Regions from separate parts of the Manis pentadactyla genome. Here region 1 is linked to region 2. A link is a contact called in public Hi-C data. All regions are on one chromosome and are shown on one strand. Each heading gives the region's core, a stretch centred on a gene start, on an enhancer-like site or on the middle of the called end of the contact. The rest is flanking DNA. Distances are from core to core; before and after follow the strand shown.

Region 1 (6,165 bases), core at 2,714-5,213, 420 kb after region 2:
CTTTTTTAAGTTCTCTCCTGTATTAATTCTTTAAACCCTCACAGCCCTACAGGGGGTAGCATGTTCAGGGGAAGTGGAGCCCTCTCAAGTGCTGGGAGATCCCCTGTGATTAAGCATGACAACTCACATCCCCCCGTTCTGATGATTCATTTAGGGTATCTGCCACCGCACCCGGGAGGTTCTGTTACAGTGTATTAATAATCTCTGTGATCAAAAGCTGCCTTTTGATCAGCTCAAAGTTGTTCTTGTTTTAATATTTTTCTCTTGGTAGAATCCAGAGCCTTTAATCAAACATTAAGAAAATTTGCCTGAGGCTTTTGAGATTTTGGTCTGTTTTGTTTTATTGTGTTTGTCATTGAAAAAAAAAATACACACCAATTGAAGCATTCAGATAGGACAAAAGTGAATAAACTTGAGGGTAAACCTAGCAATAATTTCCTTCCAGATCTTTTCTCGGGCTATGCAGTGTAACCTGGCATCACATAGCATAAAAGCTAACATCTCCCAAGAGCTTACCCTTGACACAGGAACCCCTATCGTCATCTGGATCACAGTTGAAGAAACTAAGACAGAGCGAGAAGCTCAGGTGTTGATCAGTGGCAGAGATGGTGGGGACCTAGGGAGTCCCACTGTGAAGTCTAACATACTGCCCTGTCTCCATTGTGGTGCTTAGTAAATACTTATCGAACCCGCAAATGTCGTTCATTGTTCAGAAGTTTAAAATTTTTTATAACAAATTTGATAGCATTTTTCTTTATAGGGCCTGGCCTTGGTGTCATGCAAAGTGAGGCTGCTTAAATTCTTCAACAGATTAATTACTCAAGTTATTTGTTTTAACTTCCAGTTTCCAAAACATAACATTTCTTCATAGCAACTTTCTCAGTGATGTAGACAAGCATTAGTATACACACCAGAAAACCAGTTCATCAAACTGTTTGTTAATCAGGATAAGCAGAAGAATTTTTATCACATAAAGCACTGCTTTGGCATTTCTAATACTGAATCTAAATATAAAACCTAATCTAAAATCTGATCTAAAATCAACACTGTCACAGTTAGAAATGATTTATAGCATTTACTTTGATTTCATTACTGTGCCTGAGCCAGGTGCCATTGTGTAATTAAAGGCGCTACTGGTAATTAAAAGAGAAGCCTGGTAGCATCTAACGTCTGTCTGAAAGACTGTTGATGGATGAACAAGGGGTATGAAAGACCCAGAGCCTTGCTAAGAATTGTTTGTCATGTTTGCAATTACAGGTCATTCTCAAAGGACCTTCGAACAAAAGGATCAGTCAGTCATTCATTTGCTGTGCCTCCCTCCTGAGGCTGGCTGGCCAGAATGTTACATCCACAGCCTTAGCCACAGGATAACTCTTCCCTGATCCTTTGTATGATTTCTGTCATTCTCCCTGCAGACTGGAGACTATTACGATTCTCATTTGTATTGGTAGCCATCCTTTTAGAGCAAATACACCCACGGAAGATGTTTGTAAAGGTACAGCAATCCTGAAGTACCTCAATAATTAATAGCCCAGTAGTATATTCATTTCCTAGGGCAGCCATAGCAAAATGCCACAAAATGAGTGGCTTAAAACAACAGAAGTTTATTCTCTCCTAGGTCTGGAGACTAGAAGCTGCCGCCAGCTGTCAGCAGGGCCGTGCTCCCTCTGAACCCTGTAGAGGAGAATGTTCCTTGGCCCTTCCGAGCTTCTGGTGGTGGCTGTCAGTCCCCGACATTTCTTGGCCTGCAGCTATGTGTCACTGCCTCTGTCATCACATGACTTTCTCCCTGTGTGCTCGTGTTCATAATAGTTCTCTTTTCTTAAGAATCCGGCAGTCGTATTAGATTTGCATCCTAATGGCCTTGTCCTAACATGATTACATCTGTAATAAACCCAGTTCCCAATAAGGACACATTCCCACAAACCAGGGTTAGGACGTCCACATATCTTTTGGGGGGAAGCCCATAACAGGACACAGGCAAACACACCTTAGAATACTCTCAAGGCTGGAAGTATATGAGCTTTTCTGCAGCCTAATTATCAGTATCTACATACTTGAAAAAAGCATGAGCATATGGAGAAGACAAGTAGTGACTCTATAGCATCTTACAACACTGGTAGACAGTGACTGCAAGGCGGGGTGTTGTGGGGGGTAAGGACTTGATAATATGGGTGAATGTTGAAACCACAATGGTTTTCATGGGAAACCTTCATAAGATTGTATATCAATGATACTTAAAAAAAAGCATGTGCATAGACATTACTTTAATATCTAAAGTAAATATCTCTAACTTTAGATATTTCTATGATTAATGGAATCATAGAAATATCTTAAGTTAGAGAGCTGAAGACAGGTGAGTCAATACCCCACTATTCATGTAGGGTTTTCCAAGAAAGACTGGTTCTTCAGGTTACTGTCCCCTATATGTGCAATATTTATATATATTACTCGCTCCCCTGCTTTGATTCTATGCTCACCTAACAATCTTTGAACAATTTGGTCTTAACAGAAATTCCTCTCATAGAGAAAGAGCAGAGGACAACTCTGCCGGTGGGCAATTATGAGTTCACGCATTTGCATTGGGGGGCTTATACATCAGACTTTTATGGGTCAGGTTAGTAGGTCTCCATCCTAAGAGACCAGTGAGGTTCCTGGGCCGATCACATTTCCAAGCCTGTAAAGTCAAGAACCCTGAGAAGTGGCAGCAAACAAGTGCTGCTTCCAGGGGCCTGGGTGAGTTGAATCAGGCTTCTCTTGGCAATGGCCCTCCTTTGGCCTGTCCTTTCAAATTAGATTCTGTATATTCAGACTCAGTCAGATGAATAGCAGCTTCAACACTGAGAGTGCATACTCTAGAAATGATCTCTACTTGTACTGAGGATTTAATTGTTTTATGAATCAGAATCAACATCCTTATGAAAGAGACAAACAGATCGATTTCTAGGAAACAGCTTTGCCATCCAGCAGGAGTGCTGAATGAAAATGGTGCACTGTTCTGATGGGACTCGCGCACCTCTGAGGCTACCTGACGAGAAGGAGCAAAGAGAGTATGTGAAAGGCCCAACACCAGCCTGCTTCTGGTGTCCTTGCGTGATGCCATAGCTGACGCAGCTTCCCTGATTTGCCGGTAAGACCTCTGCCTCTAGTTCCCATCGCTGCTCAGATGGGTCTGTTACTCCCTCTTCTGCTCATTTTGATTCTTCACTGTGTGCAGGTGCTTTCCGTGCGGCCAGCTGCATGCCTTTCCCTCGTCCAAAGGTGGACGGGGGCGGGGAAGAGAACATCTCCTTTCTGTACATCTCAGTGTTCGCACAATCTTGAAGCGGAATGGTGCCCTGCACATGTTTGTCTGCAGTACTTGGATGCAGAGGAGGGGTCATGGCAGGATGTGGGTATCCTAAGGAGCAGATTGGTTAGCCGTCTACAAGAACATGCGAGGCTTGGTATTCCTGTAGAATTTACTGTGGCTGAGAATCCAGTTCAATACCTTGAAAAAGACTAATGCATATAGTCAAGAATGTTGGGTAATTTCCTCTTTACCAGACTCATCTCCTTTCCCTGCCCCGAATGGACACACTTGGAGCCTGGCCCCAGGTGGGAGGAGCGGGCAAGGCTGTTTCAAGTCTTCTCACCTGAATATAGGTTCTGATTAACCTTCCCTCGTATCAGAGAGCTAGCCATCTCCCTGACCCTGGCATATTTGGTCTTGCCAGACTTGGTAAGTTCCAGAATGTTTGGAAGCAGGGTTCTCTTCCCCGGGTCTATGTTCCACTTCCTTACCCTCCTCAGCCCAGAGCTTTGCAAATCTGGTGAGGCTCTGAGGGCAATGGAGAAACTGGAGAGTGTTCCTTTAAGGCACCGGTCTAGGAGGGGAGCCCGGGCACCGACCGCGGACGCAGCCCCAGCCGCAGTCCGAGGCCCAATTAGCAGGGAGCTTAGCCGGCTCTCTGTTTGGCTTAGCAACGCCCGCGCGCTCCCGGGGGCCGTCGGGGAGGCTCCCGCGGGCGGGGACCTAGTCCCCACCCTCCGCCCGCGGCGGCCCGGCAGCGGCGTGGGCGCCGGCCCGCAGGCCCTCGGGGTCGCGCCGCACGGAGGCCCGGGGCGTCCGGGAGGCCGGCCCGGCGGGGCGCCTGCGCGTGGAGACGCCAGAGACCCGCGGACCCCAGGCCCCGCCCCGGTCGCCCCGTCCGGGTCCCTGCGGGCGGCGCATGGAGCCCCGCAGCCCGGCTCGCCGCGGTCGGGAGGCGCCGGCAGCGGCGGGGACGGCGTTTCCCGGGCTGGAGCATGAAGGGGGCCGTGCCGGACCTCGGGGCTCTCTTTGCCAAAATCTTCAAGACCTCGACGGCGTCCCCGGCAGGCCCCTCGCCGGCCGCCGCCTCCGCCCGCTCGGGGGGCGCTGGCTCCGCAGGCCCGGCGGGCACCTCGCCTCGCGCGGCCGCGGCCCTCCTCCCGGCGCTGGCGCCCGACTTCCCGCCCGCCCCGCGGGGGGCGCCCGGCCCGCGCCGCCCTCCGCCCTCCGCCCCCTGCCCCGGGGGCTCGGTCGCAGGCCGCGCGGCCGCGGCCGCAGGGGCGCCCCTGTCGCTGCCCGGTAGCCCGAGGGCGTGGGCCACGCTGCCGTCCATGGGGGCCCCCGCGGGCGGCGGCGGTGCAGCCGCGAGCCCGCGGCCCCGCCAGCCCGGCCCCGGAGAGCGGGAGCCCCGCGCCCGGATGCCTCCCGGGCCTGCCCCCAGGACGCTGCTCTTCCCCCTGCCGGACATCGGCGAGGAGTGGGCCTCGGACAGCGACCCCGAGGACGGCGGAGCAGCGTGAGTAGCCGCAGGGCCGCGCCGGGCCGGGGTCGGGTCGCGCCCCCGCCGCCCACCACACCCCTCTTGCCTGCGCTGCGGCACTTTCCGCCAGCTCCCCAGGGCACCCTGCTTGCACTTTTCCAGGGTCCTTCGTCCCTGGCTTTGTGTGCTTTTCAGACAGACGCTGTGACTTGATTTTGCTCAACTTTGTCAAACAGCAGATAACCCTCTGCTGTTTTCCGGCATGGCAGGAGCGGGGATGAAGCAGGTCTGGAAGGAAAGGAGGGCAGAAGTTTGCTCTTCTAGCCGTAGCGCGGGCACTTAGATCGTTTGGTAGTCTGGTTTTCTTAAGGCCTCTGACCATCCCTTTCCCTGATGCGGAATATAGTGGATGTGCAGGGTAGCCGAATGCACACGTTAGCACCTAGGATTTTAAGAAATGGTGAGACACTCGGCCTCCCAGTGTTGTAACGATCGACCCCAATTCTTATCCCAAGAGGGATGAGTTTTCTCTGTGCGACATCTAGTTAATTTACATGCGCATAACATCATCTGACACAAGTGGAATTTGTGCCCGCTCGGGACACAGCCTGATCATAAACCCTGGAGCCCCTGAGTCCTTGCTACAGGGACCTGAGGTCCTCCAGATTCATCCGCTGACTTTATGGGATCCATTTCCCCGGGAACTGCAGGAACCTTCACACACACACTCACTGTCCCTTCAGCACTAGGAGCAGTGATGTAAACAGTCCTCTTACACAATACGTGTTTTAGAGTTAAGGTGAATTTTACTTTTTGATAGGCAGACCTGTAGCTATACCTAAATGGGTACGGAGAGGTTTAGCCTTCTGCCTCCTACAAGAGAACAGTGAACTGGTCACACACAGACCGGAAGGGCCCGCTGGGGGGTGATCTCCGTATGAGAACCCAGTGAGGGAAGAACAGCCTCAGGTCTGCTCCACCCTCTGCCCGCCCCTCAAAAAAAATGGGCTGGAGACCTTTTTGCATTAAGAGTGATTCGAACTCATTCATAATGTAAATAACTTCATTTTCACAAAACTGGATGACATTCATCTCAGTTCTAAAGCAAGCAGTTAAATAAGATTAAGTTGTTCCTTTTCATTTAAAACATAATGTAAAATGAAAATGGCTAAGGGCAGGAATGGACAGCAGTCTCCAGGACAGCAGGCCTGAGTGAGGGAGGAAAGAGGGCAGCATTTTTGTGATATTACCTGAAAGAGAACGGATTTATTCAAAAGGGTTCTGTCCTGCAAGGTGCATGCTCACAGCACACAGGTCCTGCTGCTGTTTACATACGGGCCCGGAGACCTTCAGTGTGGCCACTGAAAGAACTGGTCTTGGTTTCAGTTCGCGA
Region 2 (6,611 bases), core at 129-2,628:
AGAAGGGATCACATGAGGGTCAGGTGACTCACATTATTAGTCATTCTTGCTAACCCTCCAGTGCATTTTCATGAAGATTTTTGTGGAAAACCCTAATGCATTTAGGAGGCATTTATTCTGAAGGTCAGCCTTTACACAGTTTTTGGAGAAAACAAAATTGAGATATACTCACTTTCAATGCTGATTGTGGTTGGATTCGATTTTCTGATTCTGATGTGTAGCCATGTTCTAAAAAGCAAAATTGAAAACCATGTAATTTAATTCTTAAGTTTTATTTTTAAACAACTGTAATAGAAGGCAGTCTCTTAACTTTCTCGGAAAGTGAGACAGATAATGAGAATTTTGATTTTCACATTAGGAAAAACCCAATGCTAGTCACATGATAAGTCATAGATAATATTTGGTTATTTGAAACATCCTCCCCATTTAATGTCCTATGATCCACAAATACTTACTGTAAAGAGTACCTTCTTTTGGAAAAAATATGTATCTTTTCATTGTCCAAAATACCCAACAGTTCCTATTTGGCATTCAGAGAGACAGTATATAATGGCCTGGTAGTTAAGGCCTGGACTCCGGGGCCACCCTGCTGAATACTGGCTCTGTCATTTGCTACCTGTGTAACCTTGGGAACTTAACCTTTCTGTGCCCTCAGTTTCCTCTCTTGCAAAATGGTGATAATGGTAGTGCCTACTTCATAGGATTGTGTGAGGCCTAAATGATCTGATACAGTTAGGTGCTTAGAAGACTATCTGGCACAACGTGAATGTGCCCTGTAAGCCATTATTAGTACTGTAATAATAGTTACTGGAAGTACACCCCTTGGACCAGTGAGGTAGGCAAGGTACCCGTTGCTGTGTTAACAACGCTGAAGCATCACTGGCATCGGAGCCTTGGTCTTGGAGGTTTTACCTGTTTCACTGTCACCACTTCCCTTTACTCTCTCAGAGGAATTTAGGGTCTTGGACGCTGAAAGGAGAACGCAGTCAATTTCATCTTGCCCGTGGTGCTTTTCTGTAGCAGAACCGTAGGTGACTTTTGGTTTTGCTGGGAGTAGAGAGGCGAGGCGTGGGGATTCGCCTCAAGCGGCCACCGGAGGGCGCGCTGGGACCACGCAGCGGCGCCGGGATCGGGAGGCGCCGAGGCTGGAGCCACAGCCGGGCATGGGGTGGTGGCGCTGCTTTTCTCCTCGGGGTGGGTCGGGGTGTGTGGCTAGTGAAGAAGATCCCGCGCTCCAGACTGACCCGTCTTGGGGTGAAAGGGCCGGGGCGGGGAAGGCAGCGGGGCCCTCCGTTACCCGTCCAGTTCCCGCAGCAGCCCCTCAAGGGACAGGCCCCCGGGCGGCTCTTACCCGGGCTCATCCGCCTTCCCCGATGCATTCCGCTCAGGGGCTTCGCACCGGGGCAGCTCGTTGCCTAGTAACGGGGAGGCCTGGACAACACGAGTGAGGCCAGGTGGGCCCTTGGGTGGGGGAAGGGGAAGGAACGCGTTGGGTGGGGTCCGGACGCTCGTTCACGGAGCCACGCTTGGAAGGTCCTGCCCTTTGCTGTGCCCTCCCAAACCTGGGGACAGTCTCACTAGGGTGCCCCCGTGTTGTGCACAACTTGATCTTGACCATAGTCTGAAAACAGCACCAGTTGGACCAAAACTGTGTGGAGGAAGGGGAGTGTTTGGAGACGTAGAAACCTAGGAACTTTTTCCCTTTTTCTAATCACTGTTTCATTGTTTCATTCCTCTTATTTCAACCCACCCATCAGAGTAGTTTCAGCTTTTGGGGATTTGAAAGGCCCCAAACAATGTTGTGAAAGGACTTTTGTTTGCTGTGGTTAACAGAAGACCCTATTTCCGATAATAAACTTAAAATGATAATGTATTAAAATCACATTAAAGCTGTCCCAGAGGCACTGGTCTTCATTTGCAAAAGCATGCTAATTTCCTGAGTACCTGGGCAAGCCACTTGTAAAAGCTGGGTTTTTGTCTTGGAAGCTGGAGCTCATTCAACAAAGGACTCGTTGACAGGGCCACAGTCAATCCTTGTGCAGATCAGAAAAAGGTTCTCTTTAGCTAACAGTTTTAAATGATCATATTTATTTTGCAGTAACAACTATAGAATGTAAAATAATGGAAAACTCAAATCTTCAGTCACACTAAGGAATTTAAAGGCATGATTACATAAATAATTATATAATAATTATATGGCTTGCTTTCATGGAAATGAAACTATGATAGTCTCAATTTTTTTTTTTTTTTTACTTTCCTGTTTCCTATAGAAATGGTCTCCAGAAGACCATTTCTTGTTGCATTGTTAGACAATTTCAATAAACCGTGTCTCTGAGAACTTAGGTTCTCCATTGATGATTGATATCCACAAAGTTAACTTTCTCCAGAGAGCTACAGAAGTTTTCAGCAATGTGTTAAAATACTACTCTACGTAAATGTCAGTATTTTGAAGGGAGACTGATAAATGAAAAGCTAAGTACATTATGGTAAGTTAATTTTTATACTAATGACATTTTCAAAACAAATAAATAATTACTATAGTGAAATAAAGTGATTATTTGTCTACCAGAACACAGATTAGAATTAGATACAAGGGATAGCATAAGGAACTTTCCTTGGGACTTCTACAACGGGGAGAACCCCATTCTCCTGACACAAGAGCAGGACAGTCCTGGTCCTCTGAGATGCTGGTGGGCTCTGTGGCTGCTACTGAATATGCAGCATCTTTTACTGCACTCAGATTTTCAATGCAGAGAAATGAAGGTTCATGGATGTTCTGAAAAATCTGGCAAAAATATTCATTACACTTGCCCAGGCCTGCCTGTTCCTGTCCCTGCTCCTCCTGTGACCTGAAATACTTCCTTATCCCATTTGAAATTGGTGAACAAAGTTTAGAATCCAAACATTCTGGGGGGATGTTAAATTTCTTCCTTTCTTGGTGTAATTATTGCCCCCCCCCCAATTATGCTTTTGGAGAAATATTCTTGTTTATACTTACTGGTATTGATTGTGGAATTTTATGAAAAAAGTTATTTTCCAGGTTTGCATGGGAAGGTTTATAGGAACTTTTCAAAGACTAACTGATCAGTGCTAGGCTTTCTGATTCTGAAGCCCTCGCTTCCCAAATCAGTTTATTTTAAAGTGTTCAGGACAATATTTCATCTAAATTTGAAAGTTTAGAGAAGGTATACATATAATTAATACTAGAGGTAAAAGTTCCTATTTCCTGATATGGTATCACACCTATACTTTCTCATTGTGTGAGACAACTTCTTTTTAATTTGGTCTCATCTCGGGTAGGTAGTGGGCTCTGGTAGGTATTCTGTCAGGAGATATGCTTTCTCTGGGCACACAAGTCAGTCAGCCCAACAACTGTCCTGAAAATGTCTATTTTTTTTATTGTGAAGTTCATTGCTAACGGATAGAACTAAAATCTGTACTGTCAGTTAAAAAATATCTGTGAGCCACAGTATTTCAAAATCTTCAAATAGCTCCTTTTAGAGAATCACTTCCACCTGTTGACTAACAGCTGCAGATTCAAGAATTTGGAACAAACTCAAGAGCACTGCACAAAAACAAGCTAGGCAAATCTATTCTTAGCCATTTATTGCCAGGCTAAAATACTTGCGGGTTTTTAGCTTCAGGTCTTTTTTTAAACCTGAGGTAGCAAGGCTATCATTAATCGTAGCTGAGGTCTAGAGTAGTGAGAAAAAGTGATCAGACTGCTCCTAGGATATAACAAATTTGGGCAGTTGTCCTAAGGCGAGTGTTCTGATCAGAGAGGGGACCTGCATGCTGGAGACTTAGGAAGTCTTGGGGGGACAGTGGGCCTTTGACACTCAAAGGCTTGATCTGAACGTAAACACTGCTGCATTCAGCCTTCTTTAAGTTTCCTTTAGTGTTAATTTGAACCTGATTTCATCTGTATAGGAGAGTGAACCCCCCAACTTCAGGACAGCCACTGGTGTTGACTCTCAGGAGATTGATTGCTACCTTAAAGAGGACTCATCAACAGTAGTAAGGTGGGGGTACTGAGAACGTGGATTAGTCTAACTCTAAAAAGTTTGATGTGCTAAAAGGAAAAGGGATAGAGAAATACTGAGGCACTTGAGAAGGAATAGGTGTTAGGGAAACAGATTATTTTAGGATGGTGTAGAGTACTTGAGCTTGCTTGCAGGCTGAGAAGAAAGAGTCAGTGACTAAGTGGGAAAAATAAGTTGGAAAGAGAACTGGAGGTATAGAGGAATCGGCATGATTTGCAGCAAGAACCTGAGGTCTGCACATGTGAAGGTTTGGCCGTCCTGCAGAGGTGATACAGAGCTTTCCTCCCTCTGACAGAGGCCAGAGGAATGGGGATTGGGCCCTTTCTTAGGTCAGGCTAGCGCTCTGTGCAACTTACTGAGGGTGAGGAGGTGTTTAAGGGTTTGAGTGAATGTCGTAGTCTCTGTAGCCCCTCCTAGACTGAGAGGTCTTTAGTTCAGCTCACAGTGTGTGACCCCCCCCCCCCCTTTGTCCTGATGCGACCTTTCCTTCTGGTTTTTAGACATTAAAGGAGCCATACTGAGTCAGGCTGCTTGGTCACACATTAATAATCATAGTGTGTTTCCCTTGCTATATAAAGTTACTGCTAATGTGTACTTTGCACAGAGCAAATGGGTCTTCAGTAATAAATCCATATTTCTTGCTTGACTTCAACTGTGAGCTATGACATGAGTCAGAGGTGGTGTCCATGACCGTGGAACAGAATGAAACTTCTGAAGTGAACCAAGAGCCTAGCCACATTGATAGCATGCCCTCACTATGGAATCGCCAGCCAGTTAACACTGATAGAGACAAAGTCAACTCCAGATCAACGACTGTGTGAGCTGGGAGACATCTCAGAATCATCCAGCCCAGCCCCCTTGCTCTGCAGATTAAGAAGTGGAGGCCCAGGGGCAGAGCTGCGATTCGAATACAAATCCTTATCCAGAGCTCTTTCACAACAGTCTTACATTACTTAATTAAACCATTACTTAATATTTTTGTTTTGCACACGACGGTTTTTAGCACTCAAGGAAGAGGGTGATTTTTATTATAAAGAAAACAAACAAGGACTGTAAGTTAACACTGATATAAATAAATACAATAGAGAGGAAGAACTACAATGTATTAAGAATTCATAGGTTCAAAGATTTCCAGAACACGTAGTAGTTATTACTAGGGAATATTAGTGTGTTTAGATGCTGTTTCTTCCCCTAGTTGTTTTGCCTTTACAAAAGTTAAACTCTCTGATACTTTACCTCATCTATTTATTTGGCAAAGCCATTGTAAGGATTAAAAGTAATATATGGATGTGACCATTAGGTCAAGAATTTTTTAACATTCAATTAAAACTCTATATACTCAAATAATATACCTGGTTAATAGAGGGACCATAGTTCTCCTTGCAGCTACAGGATGATAACCTACAGTTTTTTGTCATTCTTCACTTTAGCTTGGGTAAGTGGAATTCTTACTCAGCCAACTTTAATTCTGTTAACCCTCTAAATTCTGAAAGCATCTGAGAACTGCCTTGAAGTTGCCACTGGTGTAACAGACAGAATATTGCCAGTGAGTCCTTGGTGGAGTCAGGTTGCAGGTGAAGTCAGGCTTTTAGAATTGCCCTTCTCCAATGAAGGCAAGTTCCCAGTGAACTTAGCGAGTCCCATCGGTCTCAGTTTGAAATGTCAACTCTCCCGGCATTGTCAGGAATAGGAATCTAGTTCTGGGAATCTCCCAGCTTGGTACAGTTGTGCTCCTTTAATTAGCCCTTGATTTTTCAGCACCAAAGAATAATTAGAAGGCACAGAAACACCATTTTGAATCTGGGATTGAATGGTGAACAGAATACCTAGTAGTAGTTTGTTAGGGTTTGCTCATTACTTAATAGGGAAGTGTGTTAGATATTTTATAGGAATTATGTTCATTTAATCCTTATAATAACCCTATCAAGTAGAGATGATTATCCTAGTTTTATGGGTGATGAAACTGAGGTCTGGAGAAACCTCATGATTTCCCTACGTCTTATAGCTTGAAAATAGTAGAGCTCAGGTTCAGCTTGGCTGTGCTGTGTCCAAATCTCATTTGTGTAACCACCAAGTTCTAATACCTGGAATTAGTTTTATTGAAATGGAGTCTAGGAGATAATTTTTTACAGAGCTTACTGAGGGCTTTGCTGTCCCATGAAAACCTTATAGTCACCCTAAACTAAAAGCCATTAAATCTCTTGTGCAGAAATAATATGAAGCAGCCTGGTGAGGTGCTCAAGAGCATGGATTTCCAGTCCAGACCACCCGGGTTGAAATTCTGGCTCCCCCGTTTCCTATAGGAGAAGCGTTGGATAATCTCTTGGTATTTCAGTTCTCTCATCTGCAATATGGGAGGCAAAAGAGTGACTGCTTCCCAGGGCTCCTGTGAAGTTTGAGTTAATACATGTAAAGACCTTAGAACAGTGCTTGCGACATAGTAAGAGCTACAAAAGTTTAGCTATTGCTGTTATTTCAGCAATGATCAAACATTTTCCAGAAAAGGAATTTGTGAATTATCTAAATAAGGAGGAACATTTCTTTTGGTGCTGACCACTCTTAATCTTA

Evidence for each region. A called contact is a pair of places that touch in the nucleus more often than the background predicts.
Region 1: a contact with region 2 is called in a Hi-C map of skin fibroblasts, with 4 times the contacts expected there. The contact joins the promoter of FAM149A here to the promoter of CCDC110 in region 2. A contact is called at or near these places in 2 of 3 Hi-C or Micro-C datasets (fibroblasts and skin fibroblasts).

Annotation. Positions count from the first base shown.
Region 1 is chr7:11,167,770-11,173,934 of mManPen7.hap1, forward strand. FAM149A (family with sequence similarity 149 member A) reads left to right here and starts at 3,964. Exons shown (of 14, transcript XM_036894137.2): 1 at 3,964-4,808. The coding sequence starts at 4,288.
Region 2 is chr7:10,748,332-10,754,942 of mManPen7.hap1, forward strand. It overlaps CCDC110 (coiled-coil domain containing 110), which reads right to left and starts at 1,379. Exons shown (of 6, transcript XM_057505028.1): 1 at 1,094-1,379; 2 at 913-1,047; 3 at 173-228. The coding sequence starts at 1,379.